2 separate regions of the Zea mays genome follow, and region 2 is linked to region 1. The links are chromatin contacts, called in public Hi-C maps. All regions are on one chromosome and are shown on one strand. The core of a region is the stretch at or near the end of the contact, and the rest is flanking DNA. Distances in the headings are between cores, read along the strand shown. Region 1 has its middle 94 kb from the start of LOC100272853. Region 2 holds the start of LOC103629229 (phragmoplastin interacting protein 1).

Region 1 (6,426 bases), core at 1,956-4,455:
ACAACACCGTCACAAACGTTATGCAGACAAGCGGAGACGACCCTTGTTTTTCCAAGTTGGAGATTTTGTGTATTTGAAGGTTTCACCTATGAAAGGGGTAAATCGTTTTGGCATTAAAGGGAAATTGGCACCACGCTATGTTGGCCCTTTTGATATATTAGCACGGTGTGGATCTGTGGCTTATAAGGTGAAACTACTTGAACATCTTTCGGCCATACATAATGTATTTCATGTATCCCAACTTAAGAAATGCCTTCAAGTGCCTCACAAAGTGGTAGAAATTTTTGATGTTGATCTGGAACCGGATTTGACTTATTCCGAGCACTCTATAAAGATTGTAGATCAACAGGAAAGGGTTACCCGCAGAAAGACTATCAAATTCTACAAAGTGCAATGGAATAAGTATTCCGAAGATGAAGCTACATGGGAATCTGAGGAGTTTTTGAATAATAAGTTTCCTAAGTTTTTAGAGTCTTGTAAATCTTAAGTCTATTGTAAATTCTACTTAATGTAAACTGACTGGGGCACCCACACCCCCTGCCTTGTAACAGAAATAAGGAAATGAGATTGTGACGTGTTTCCTTTTCCACTACTTAGCCTCGAGCCTTAATCTCGGGACGAGATTTCTTTTTAGGGGGAAAGGATGTAACACCCCTGGTGTTACTGGGAACTAAAACTTGGCATGACATCATATGCATTGGCATCTTTGTATTGTAAAACACTTAGATTGCAGTCACTAGGACCAAGGAAAAAAACTCAAAATGAAATGTGGTAATGAATAGAGAGTGGAAAACTAGTTTAAAAACTCCAGTTTTGGTCCAAAGGATGAAATATGAGATCTCTCCATAATTTGCCAAAAATTAAAATACCAAAGTTGTAGAGCTTCCAAAACCAAACAATTTTCATGTGTTGAGATTTTCAAGTTTTGAAGAGAAATTTGGAGTAATTTGCAGATTTCAGATTTAATACAGTTTTGGTTCAACTAAAAACAATTTGCTTTACCTATTTCTGGACCCCTGTATGTTTTAATCTGGGGGCTTTTGGCAAAAGGTTGCTATAGTAAACTTGTAGATTAACTATAGGAGAACAAGTTTTATTAAGTATTGAAGCTCTAAATCTATATGAAACTGGTAGAAAAAGGAGGCTAAAGATGCAGTGTTCAGTTTGGAGAATCAGACTTAGATAAAAATTCAGTCTTGCTGATTTTTCAGTCTGAAGCAGATTTGGGATACTCCTTAAGGGCTGATCCATGTAATTCTGGGCTATGAGTGCTGTACCAAAGTGGAATCCCATACTTTGGTGTGCAGATTTGATTAAGGGTCATGCCACTAATGCTGTATAAAACTGGTGGAAAACTTAACCCAAAGGTCCTATCCTCAAATCTAAAATTTCAGACTTAGTGCAGTTCAGATTTTAGAAATGTGTATAATTGGTCTAACATTGGGGCCCTTTTGTAGATGATTAGTGGAGTATTGGGCCATATTTTCTATAGAGAAATTGTAGATTACCTATCAGGGCACAAGTTTGCTTAAGGGAGGCTGGTTTGGTTCTACACAAAAATTGCAGAAAATGGCGCCTACAGATGGATTGTCAGACCCTCGGAGTTTCAGATAATAAATAGTTATCAGATCTGAATTTCAGTGCTGGGCTCAACTTTGGAGCTGGGTGGTGCTTATTATAATTGGTTTTGGACTAGGATCTTTATAGAAAAGCTGAAGAGTACATATTGGTGTACAAGTTTACTTAACAATGATTAACTTGGTACCATGTAAAATAAGTAGTTAAATACCCCCAAAGTTGCCTTGACAGTCTGCAATTCTGGGTTCAGTTTCAGTAAACTGAAATTATGGTTTCTGTGTGATATGCCTCACTTTGGGGCTCTATAACTCGAAACCTGTAAGGTATTGACTCTGGAAGTTTATAATAAACTGAAAGATCAATGTTCAGTGAATAAGTTTGATGTGGGAGGGTAGCTCTATTCTTATAAAAAAAATTGGAGAAACGGAGGGGACAAGGTGGCTGCTGCTGTCGACTGAAGTAGATCAGAATTTTGCAAAAGAGAAAAAGAAGAAAATCAGAGAAACATATCCATCTCCACCTGTGCTCTAGAGATTTCTAGTGTTTGTTAAAAAGGATATTCGTGTCCTGTGGAGGGAGTAACTCATCCCAGCTTTACCACTGCAGGGATCAGAGCCCCAAGCGGTGAATCCTGGCCATAGTGACTCAGCTGCTTCCTGTTTGGTTTGTTGTCCAGCATGCAGCAATGGAAGGACTGGAGTTGTCCTGTGCTTTGATCGGCGTGGGAAGTCTGTAGATTGTAGAAGGGAACAACTTAACCCTAGTTGGCCACTGTAAAAATAAACCCAGTGCAAATCCAACCACTGCCCACTCGCGTGTTTGACCCTAGTTAAAGGAAATAGTGACCAGGGGGAAAACTGAATCCATATATGTATCCTGAGCGAGTTCTTGGCTTCCCCACTATGTCATACCCTCTCTCGACCTCTGTGAAAAACCCTTAAGCCCTCTCTACCTCTCGGTCTTGTTGAAGGGGCCAGAACCTTGTGTAGACGCTGAAAGTGGTGACCACCCTCCAAATCTTTTATCTTCTCGTGGCCAGTCCATTCAGAGAGGTAACATGTTCAATCTGTTCACGTTTTAGAACCCTGAGGCAGTGGTGATGCTCAAAGAATCTTCCTTTTGGATTCTATCGCAGTGTCTTCACCGGAACGTCGTCATGTATCCGGTGAGCACCGTTGAAGGCTGTGTCAACGTCGACCAACCCAATCATAGCTTCTCCGAGTGAACTTCGGTGAGCACCATGTACATGAATGTTCGCTAGTGCTTATCATACCTTTAGATTGAACTTTACCGTACTCATCACCTTAGTTCACCTCACCGGCGTTCACTGGTCCACGGTCACTGTGGATAAGTAGGTCCTAGACTGTTTGGGATCAATTAAATTAAGGGAAATAGTTAGTTAGCCTCGGAAATCGAGTAGATATGTTCAGCTTCACCAGAGAGGATCTCCAACGGCGAGCCCAGTCGTGGTTTGGCCGGCGGGGAGGTATCCACCGTCGAGGACGGAGGTTTGTAAATAGGAAGGAAGCAAGGGGCCTATATGAGATTGTCAGTGAGAGGGGGAAAATAGTGTTAGACCTTGTATCTAGTTATCCAAATTGGCAAGGGCCTCATCGGAAAAGGTCCCAAGGCGGCGCGGGCTGACGGCGTGTGGCTGGTTTCTCCGCTGTTAGTGGCCGCATGGGTCGGTTTCGGCCCAGTCACTATTGCATTTTTTCCTTTTTTTTCTTTTTGTTGACAACTTGTAAAATGCACCAGGAAATGTAGAAAAATGCAAAAATTGTGAAACCAATTTTGTTGAATCCGCAAAATTTTGTAGTTTCTGCTAGGAACAGTTTTAGGATTTTTTCAGCAATAATTAAATTTTTGGGTAATTAAAAGTGCCCCTGGAATGCATAAATGAATTTTAGAAATAAAACCAGAGCACCAAAAATTATGAGAATTCGTGGAGAAGTTATCTATCACTAAAATAGTCTATGGTAAAAATGTGAACCTATTTGGAATTGTTTGACCAGAGAACCTTAAAATAGCTAAATGAGGGAGTTTAAATTAATAAAACTTGGTGTTAATATATGTTTACCTCAAATTGGAACTCTATCAATTGAAGAACTGCAAGTTTGGTAACTTGTAGTATGTTTACTTCTCTGGGTGGTCTTAGTAAATTCACATTGGGCAACTTGAGCAAAATTGGGTAGTATAGAAGGGTGGATAGTCTTAGCCTATACTTGTTTTGAGAACTTGATGTTTCTTCTCCTCTCCCTTGCGAGAGTTTGCATAGCATATCATTACATAAGCATTCATATACTTCGAATTAACTTGTAGAGCACCTTGAAGAAGAATTTGAAGTGGAAGTAGAAAGGGAGCCTGTTCCTCCATCTGAAATTCCTCCCACTGAGACTGTCATCGAAGGTCCTCCGGAAGGTGCCCCATTTGGATTTGCTGCTAACTGTAATATCCTGGTAGAAGAACCCGACTCTCCTCCTCACCAAGGCAAGCCCCAGTGCATTTGCCACCTCCTTGCTGTTTTTAAACTTTTATCAGTTATATGTTGCATTAGGTGGTAGGAGTTGAATGATTAAACCTTTGTTGCATAACTTCCTTGAACAATTGATTACCATCCTTGATACCTGTTTTAAAAAGGCAGATGTGCTTAGTATGCTCATAGACTAAGAACAAAATGTTTTGATCTATGAATCATGTTTTTACAAAGAAAAAGAGGCTGGAGTGATGAAGGTATCAAAGGCCTTGATGACTTCATCATTTTAGTAGGGTACCTCTGACAGGTACCAGGTTTTCAAAAATAATTTAAGGGGAGACCAGACGTTGAGCAGGAAAGGTCGCCCGTCTGTGTCGATTAAGGACCGTTCCGATTGTTGGCCTGCTGATCTAGGACCCTTTAACTGGCCACATGCCTCATCATGGGTAAGCTTAGCCTCGGCTGGACCAATACCAGAAAGGCCGGCCCGTAATGGGAGTGGAGAGATGGCGAGAGTATCGTGTATCCACCTGACAAGATGCTGGATGGTGGGGTACTGAGCTCTCGGTTGGCGGGGACCCGTTCTGATCTTGAGAAACCCGTGGGCGAGTTGACATATGCAAGGGTTAAGTGCTACATATGTCGTGTGGTTGGAGATCCTCAGCTGAGTATTAACCGATTCGGATCGCCGAACTTCTCGGATATCAAGACTGGATCACTGCCCTGCATCGTAGATAACAAGTGAAACTAAAGCTGTTAAAATGAAGCTAGTGTAGGACAAGTGAATGCTCTAGATTAGGCAAATCTAGACTCAGGAAAAGTACTTAACTTGTGAAGTAAAAGTTTGGCTTAAGGATCCACTACTAGTAAGCTTTTCTGCAAAACTGAGTCTTTGAAATTTGGTAAGCCTTACCTTGATTCCCAACAACTAGCATATCCTTGAGAGTCTTTTTCTTTAGTCGGGTCAGTCTTGCTGAGTATTTCCATACTCAGGGTTTATCCCATTGTTGCTGCAGGAGAAACTATCAACACGTATGAGTTTTGTTAAACTCATAATGGTGACTTTTAATTGTGTGCATTATGTGTGTGCTGCGGGAAGATGGTTGCTTCCCAGTTGATGTAATCAGTTAGCACTTTAACTCTACCTCGGGCATGTAATAATAAATACTTCGTGGTTTGTAAACTTATTAGCTTATTAATGTATATTATCTTATTGTAAAGACTTCCACTCCACTCCTATTTTTAAAGTTTATGTTCTTGACTGGTTATTGTAATATTTGCAACTTTGCGCGAATGGTCCTTGGAAATGAACGAGTTTATCGAAACTCGGCACCTCGAGTAAGTTATCTGATCCACTTACATATCTATCCGAGGCCTTGAGGGCAAGGATTGGTGTACGTGGGCCCGATAACTTGGTTGGGTTGTGACACCTGGTGTCTTGGAGTTCAAAGAAACAAATCTCTGTTGCCCTATCCACCGCTGAGGCCGAGTATGTTGCCACAGGACAATGTTGCGCACAACTACTTTGAATGAGGCAAACCCTCCGGAACTTTGGCTACAATTTGAGCAAAGTCCCACTCTTATGTGACAATGAGAGTGCAATCCGCATGGCGGATAATCCTGTTGAACACAGCCGCACTAAGCACATAGACATCCGGCATCACTTTCTGAGGGACCACCAGCAAAAGGGAGATATCGAGGTGCACCATATTAACACCGAGAACCAGCTAGTCGATATCTTTACCAATCCATTAGATGAGAAAACCTTTTGCAGGCTGCGTAGTGAGCTAAATGTCTTAGATTCGCGTAACTTGGATTGATCTATAGCATACATGTGTTCTATGCCTTTGATCATGTTACTTTATACATTTATGTGATTTATTGCTTAGTTATGGTGCTCAAGTTGTGCAAGGGATCCCCGGACCTCATAAGTCCTTGTGTGAATGATGCACATATTTAGGGGGAGATGTGCTACAACTTGACCCTTTGAGACTAACCTTTGTGTTTGAGTATACTTGATTTAGTCTCAAAGGTGAATTGAAAGGGAAAGGTGAACTTGGACCATGCAAAGACTTCCACTGCACTCTGGTATTCGTGTACTTAATTCCAAGTTCATTCTTATGCTCTTATTGCCTTTTTGCTCTTAATTGACATTTTTGGTGAGGCAATGGGGTTAAAGGGCCAAGAATGATCTCGTTTTGGTGCTTAATGCCAAAGGGGGAGAAATTAAGGCCAAAGCAAATGGATCAGCTACCACTTGTGAATTTTGAAAACAATAGAGTTAGAATTTTTTATTTGTCCAAAATACTCTTATTACAAAATTTAGTCTCTTGTGGGGGAAAATTTATGATTATGGGAAAAAGGGGGAGTTT
Region 2 (6,426 bases), core at 1,300-3,799, 280 kb before region 1:
TGCTATACAAGAGAGTCTGATCTTATTAGTTTTCACACAGGTAGCATCTTACTCTTACCAATGTTTCTCCTATTTCCATTCCAGCCATGCTAATCAAACAAGAATGGGGCTAGGCCGCTAGAGACACATTTGGATACAAATTTCTTTAGGAGTTTTGGGAAATGTTAAAGTTTAACAAAATATTTTGGTTTTGGGTACAAAGGGGTGTTTGAATGCAACAAACGATGAAGATTGAAAACGTCAGTATTGTTAAAATAGTCTCTTATAAGTTCTTGAAAGTTCACCTAGGACCACTTTTTTATAAACCCAGATATCATATGTCCGTAGTTTCTAAAACTATAGTTTTTTATATCATGTTTATGGAAATTAAGACATCCAAATAGATCCTGGCATCCTAGGTTTCATGATTGAGTACAAAATCACCAATCTATCAGGCCCTAACTCACCTATGCTCTGCGACTACATGATTGTCAGACACGACAACAGTTTTGGCCAACTGCATTTTGTGATTCTGCTGCCTGAAACAAAGATGAAAGCATTACGCAACTAGTGCCGACAGAGATCACACCGTATAAGCTGAAACTGCAGAATTTCTCCATCACCTACACTCTCTACAAGTACAAGAGCATCACTATATTGTACTATAGCTTACCTATTGTCTGGAACAATGTTATTGTTGGACCCAACAGCGGGGTTGGTCACTTCCAACTTGTTTATATTTTGGTCGCTGAAAAAAGAGCATAAAAGGCCAACAAAACATTATACAACTACTAAAAATAACTTCAGCACTCTCAAATATTAAAAAGATATAACAACATCAAGCAACCTAGGTGCTGTTTGGTTCACGAAATGTAACGTAAAGGGTAATGGTAATGGTTTACACTCGATTACGGGCGGTAACAAGTTTGAATAGTCCGGTATCAATTTTTAGTATGGTATCTGATTACGGTTGGACTAAAACAAACATAATTTAACGTTATCACTTACCCATTACGTTACAAATATTTGAACCAAACGGTACCCTAATGCTACAAGAACTGACAGACAAAAAATGGTGAATTCTTTTCTTCTAACAATATTAATGTAATGGATCCGCCATAAAAAATACAATTAGATCACAGAACAGTAAGATGGTTGCACAGCTTTTCGTATATTATGATCAAGCAGCACAGCACTACATTATGACCAAAGCCTTCTACTAAGGAGCTTTTGCTATTATAATACTCATTTCATTAGGCTTCTTCTTTTTAGTACTTATAATTTTACCTTCTCCATAACAGTATTCATAGGTAACCCTATTCTTTAAAATAGTACTTCGACCTCTTTTTAATCATTTCTATTTTCTTTTCTTATTTCTCAGCACCGTACTCCCTACTTTTCCTCTCTCCCTCCACATCTCTATTCATCACAAGAATGCATACATACATACAACAGACTAGATATCGCAGGTGTAATTCTCAGATGCATCGACAAGTGTGATCATATTTATTACTGACGTACTGACCGGTTAGGTTATATATCACAGTAGCTATCATCCACGGCTGAACAACTCCAAGTAATTCCTTTGTCTATCATTCGTCTTCCATCTTCATGCCAAATAAAAATAATATACAAAACTACTACTATCTATCTTGACAAGAACATGTTCAAACGGTTGCTGGTGACCCTCATCCCTCAGCCAGTCAATAGCATCTAAGCAAACTAGACACAGATATTAGCATTGGCAGTATGAATTCCTGCTAGAACTGATATAGCAGTACGGCTAATTTAGGTGGTGAGAAATAAGAAAATAAAATGAAAACAATTAAAATGGGTTAGAATACTATTTTAAAGGATAGGTTCACTTGTAAGTACTATTATAGAGAAGATAAAATTGTAAGTACTAAAAGAGAGCAGCCTGATAAAAGGAATACTATAATAGCAAAAAGCTCTACTACTAAACCCTGCATTTGTCGATTATATATCTGACTATTATTATGCCACTGTTGTTCAGAGCTCACACCATGCCTTCATGCTATTGCGATGAATATTTCACGAATTCAGCAATCCTTTTGGGCAGAGGAACCAACTTTCCAAGCCCTAACTCACCTATCCTTTGCCTCGACCGGCTGGTCAGACTCAGACCCGGCAGCAGAATCGGCCTCCCCTATCTCCCCCTCCACCTGCTGCGTTTCCGGCTCCGCGGCCTCGGCCTCCATCAACCTCCTGATCCTCCTTTTCTCCTTCTTCTCCTTCCTCCTCTCCTCCCTCCTCCGCTCCACCTCCTCCCTTATCTCCTCCTCCGTCTGCCGCACCACCTCGGGGAGCGACAGCTTCTTCTTGGGCCTCCGCTCCCGCTTGGGGCGCAGCCGCTTGGAGGATGCGAGCCTCTCCTTTACGGCCTCCACATCCTCTCCATGCTCCTCCTCCGCGGCTTTGCCGGCTGGGAGGAGCGTGTGGAGCTTCAGCTTCAACTTTTTGCGCGCGAGCACCATGGCTGCTGCTTCGAGTTCGGCGGCGGCTGCCAGGTTTTCGTGGGAGAAGAAACGGGAGGAGGAGATGGCCGAAGCGAAAGGGTTTTAATGGGCCTGTTGGGCTTTATAAAGGCCCAACTGGAACTGATCTCTCACTCGTCCACTCATGTGACACCGAAACACAGTACATAATCTACAATGTGGCCATACTGAAGGCCCATGCCACTCTTACTACCAAAAGCCTAAGCCGAAACTCACAATGTGGTCTGTTTGGTTGCATGCATGGCTAAGCCTGGCTCGTATCTAGTGAGCCTACCTCTAACTAGTCTGGCTGAATACATGCACCTTCTTTTGTTTAGTTGTCTGCATGTGATCAGTCTAGTTCATGACAGATGTTGATTGGTTGTCTATATGAATATTTGTTGTATGCGTTTAAAAAGTTATTAAATAAATGAAAATTGTATTAATAGACAGTAATTATATGTTAAAATCATTTAATAGACACTAACTACATGTTAATAAACACTAATTATATACTAATCTTAACCATGTAAATTTTTTATTTAAAATATACATAGCATGTGCGGTCTAGTTTTGTTCGTAAAAATATTAGAAACACAGATATGAAATCGGCTCGGTAATTAAATCTTTTAATTACAAAATATAACAAAAAAACCAACAAAACCAACGTCTCGATTTGCGTGCTTGAGTAAACAGCCGCTTAGTCAAGCCTGGCCGCGCGCGTGCGACCGTTCCAGGCGTTCCCTTCAGGGCTGGCTCGGGGCGCTTTGAGGTTCGTGTTGACCTGTCTCTTGGAATACTGAAAGGGAATTAGACTTACACCTTTTTCCTAATTGATTTTTGGTGGTTGAATTGCCCAACACAAATAATTGGACTAACTAGTTTGCTCTAGTCTATAAGTTTTACAGGTGCCAAAGGTTCACAATAAGCCAATAAAAAGACCAAGAAAGGGTTCAAACAAAGAGAGCAAAAGACATCCCAAAAGGCACCCTGGTCTGGCGCACCGGACAGTGTCCGGTGCACCAGGGCACTCGACGCTGAACTCGCTACCTTCGGGAAAATGGGAGGCCGCTCCGCTATAATTCACCGGACTGTCCGGTGTGCCAGCGGAGCAACGGCTACTTCGCGCGCAACGGTCGACTGCAACGCATTAAATGCGTGCCTGCACACGCAGAGGACAGAGCACGCGCAGTTGGCGCACCGGACAGTCTACAGGACCTGTCCGGTGCACCACCGGACAGCTCAGGGCCCCCAAGTCAGAGCTCCAACGGTCGAACCCCAACGGTCTGCTGACGTGGCTGGCGCACCGGACTGTCCGGTGCGCCATGCGACAGCAGCCTTCCAACGGCCATTTTTGGTGGTTGGGGCTATAAATACCCCAACCACCCCACATTCAATGGCATCCAAGTTTTCCACCTTCAACACATTACAAGAGCTATAGCATTCAATTCTAGACACTCCAAAGAGATCAAATTCTCTCTCAAGTCCAAAGACAACTCCAATCAATAGTGACTAGTGAGAGAGTGATATTTGTGTTCATTTGAGCTCTTGCGCTTGGATTTCTTCTTTTCTTTCTCATTCTTCTTGTGACCAACTCAATTGTAACCAAGGCAAGAGACACCAATTGTGTGGTGGTCCTTGCGGGAACTTCGTGTTCCGTTTGATTGAGAAGAGAAGCTCACTCGGTCTAAGTGACCATTTGAGAGAGGGAAAGGGTTGAAAGAGACTCGGACTTCGTGACCACCTCAACGGGGAGTAGGTTTGCAAGAACCGAACCTCGGTAAAACAAATCATCGTGTCTCGCTCTTTATTTGCTCACGATTTGTTTTGCGCTCTCTCTCTCTCTGACTCATTTATATTTCTAACGCTAACCCGGCTTGTAGTTGTGCTTAAGTTTATAAATTTCAGATTCGCCCTATTCACCCCCCTCTAGGCGACTTTCAATTGGTATCAAATCCCGGTGCTTCATTAGAGCCTAACCGCTCGAAGTAATGTCGGGAGCATCCGCCAAGAGGGAGACCGGGACCGGCGAGAAGCCCGCCACAAGCCATGGGAAGGCTCCATCTAGGGAGTCCGCCAACAAAGTGAAGGGATCCCCTTCACACAACAAGTCGTGGCGGAGCGGTGACAAGAAGAAGAAGATGAGGAAGGTGGTCTACTACGAGACCGACTCTTCGTCGCCATCCACCTCCAGCTCCGACACATCGTCCGTAACTTCTAAGCGCCATGAGCGAAAGAAGTTTAGTAAGATTCCCCTACGCTATCCACGCATTTACAAACGTACTCCATTACTTTCTGTCCCATTAGGCAAACCACCTATGTTTGATGGTGAACATTATAATATGTGGAGTGATAAAATGAGGCATCATCTAACCTCACTCCACACTAGCATTTGGGATGTTGTTGAGATTGGAGTACAGGTACCATCACCGGGGGATGAAGACTATGATTCGGACGAGGTCGCCCAAATCCGGCACTTTAACTCTCAAGCCACCACTATACTCCTCGCCTCTCTAAGTCGAGAGGAGTATAACAAGGTGCAAGGGTTAAAGAGCGTCAAGGAGATTTGGGACGTACTCAAGACCGCGCACGAAGGAGATGAGGTGACCAAAATCACCAAGCGGGAGACGATCGAGGGGGAGCTCGGTCGGTTCCGACTCAACCAAGGCGAGGGCCCTCAAGCCATGTACAACCGCTTGAATACCTTGGTGAACCAAGTGCGCAACCTCGGGAGCACCAAATGGGATGACCATGAGATTGTCAAGGTTATTCTAAGATCCCTCGTTTTTCTTAATCCTACGCAAGTTCAATTAATTCGAGGTAATCCTAGATATACACTAATGTCTCCCGAGGAGGTAATAGGAAATTTTGTGAGCTTTGAGTTGATGATCAAAGGTTCAAAGAAAATCATCGAGCTAGACGGCCCCTCCACGCCCGAAGCACAACCGGTCGCATTCAAGGAGACGGAGGAGAAGAAGGAGGAGTCTACATCAAGTAGACAACCCATCGACGCCTCTAAACTCGACAATGAGGAGATGGCGCTCATCATCAAGAGCTTCCGCCAAATCCTCAAGCAAAGGAGGGGGAAAGATTACAAGCCCCGCTCTAACAAAGTTTGCTACAAGTGTGGTAAGCCCGGTCATTTTATTGCAAAATGTCCACTATCTAGTGACAGTGACAAGGGCGACGACAAGAAGGGCAAGAGGAGAGAAAAGAGGAGGTACCATAAGAAGAAGGGCGGCGATGCCCATGTGTGTCGCGAGTGGGACTCCGACGAGAGCTCCACCGACTCCTCCTCCGACGAGGACGCCGCCAACATCGCCGTCACCAAGGGCCTTCTCTTCCCCAACATCGGCCACAAGTGCCTCATGGCAAAGGACGGCAAAAGGAAGAAGGTAAAATCAAAATCCTCCACTAAATATGCAACCTCTAGTGATGAGGATAATTGTAGTGATGAGGAGGATAATTTACGAACCCTTTTTGCCAACCTAAACATGCAACAAAAGGAGAAATTAAATGAATTAATTAGTGCTATTCATGAGAAGGATGAACTCTTGGATTCCCAAGAGGACTTCCTAATTAAGGAAAACAAGAAGCATGTTAAAGTTAAAAATGCTTATGCTCTAGAAGTAGAAAAATGTGAAAAATTATCTAGTGAGCTAAGCACTTGTAATGATATAATTGCCAACCTTAGAAATGAAAATGCTAAATTAATTGCTAAGGTTGATTCTAATGTTAATGATGTTTCAATTCCCAATCTTAGAGATGATAATGTTAATTTACTTGCTAAGATTGAAGAATTGAATGTTTCTCTTACTAGCCTTAAAAATGAAAATGAAAACTTGATTGCTAAGGCTAAGGATTTAGATGATTGCAATATTACCATATCCAATCTTAGAAGTGAGAATGACATATTACATGCTAAGATTGTTGAACTAAAATCTTGCAAACC

Evidence for each region. Hi-C and Micro-C count contacts between places; a contact is called where the count stands out from the background.
Region 2: a contact with region 1 is called in a Hi-C map of leaf, with 6 times the contacts expected there. The contact joins the promoter of LOC103629229 here to the enhancer-like site in region 1. A contact is called at or near these places in 6 of 25 Hi-C or Micro-C datasets (bundle sheath, ear, leaf and 1 more).

What each region holds. Positions count from the first base shown.
Region 1 is chr6:42,560,255-42,566,680 of Zm-B73-REFERENCE-NAM-5.0, reverse strand. No RefSeq gene overlaps it. Among protein-coding and RNA genes, the nearest start is that of LOC100272853, 94 kb to the left of the region's middle. Within about 2 kb of position 3,205, at least 16 of the 20 cell types and tissues checked have an H3K27ac peak or open chromatin away from gene starts, as enhancers often do. A contact at or near this core is called in bundle sheath, ear, leaf and 1 more, where this site is marked.
Region 2 is chr6:42,840,769-42,847,194 of Zm-B73-REFERENCE-NAM-5.0, reverse strand. It overlaps LOC103629229 (phragmoplastin interacting protein 1), which reads right to left and starts at 2,549. Exons shown (of 6, transcript XM_008650407.4): 1 at 2,089-2,549; 2 at 653-727; 3 at 447-518. The coding sequence starts at 2,474.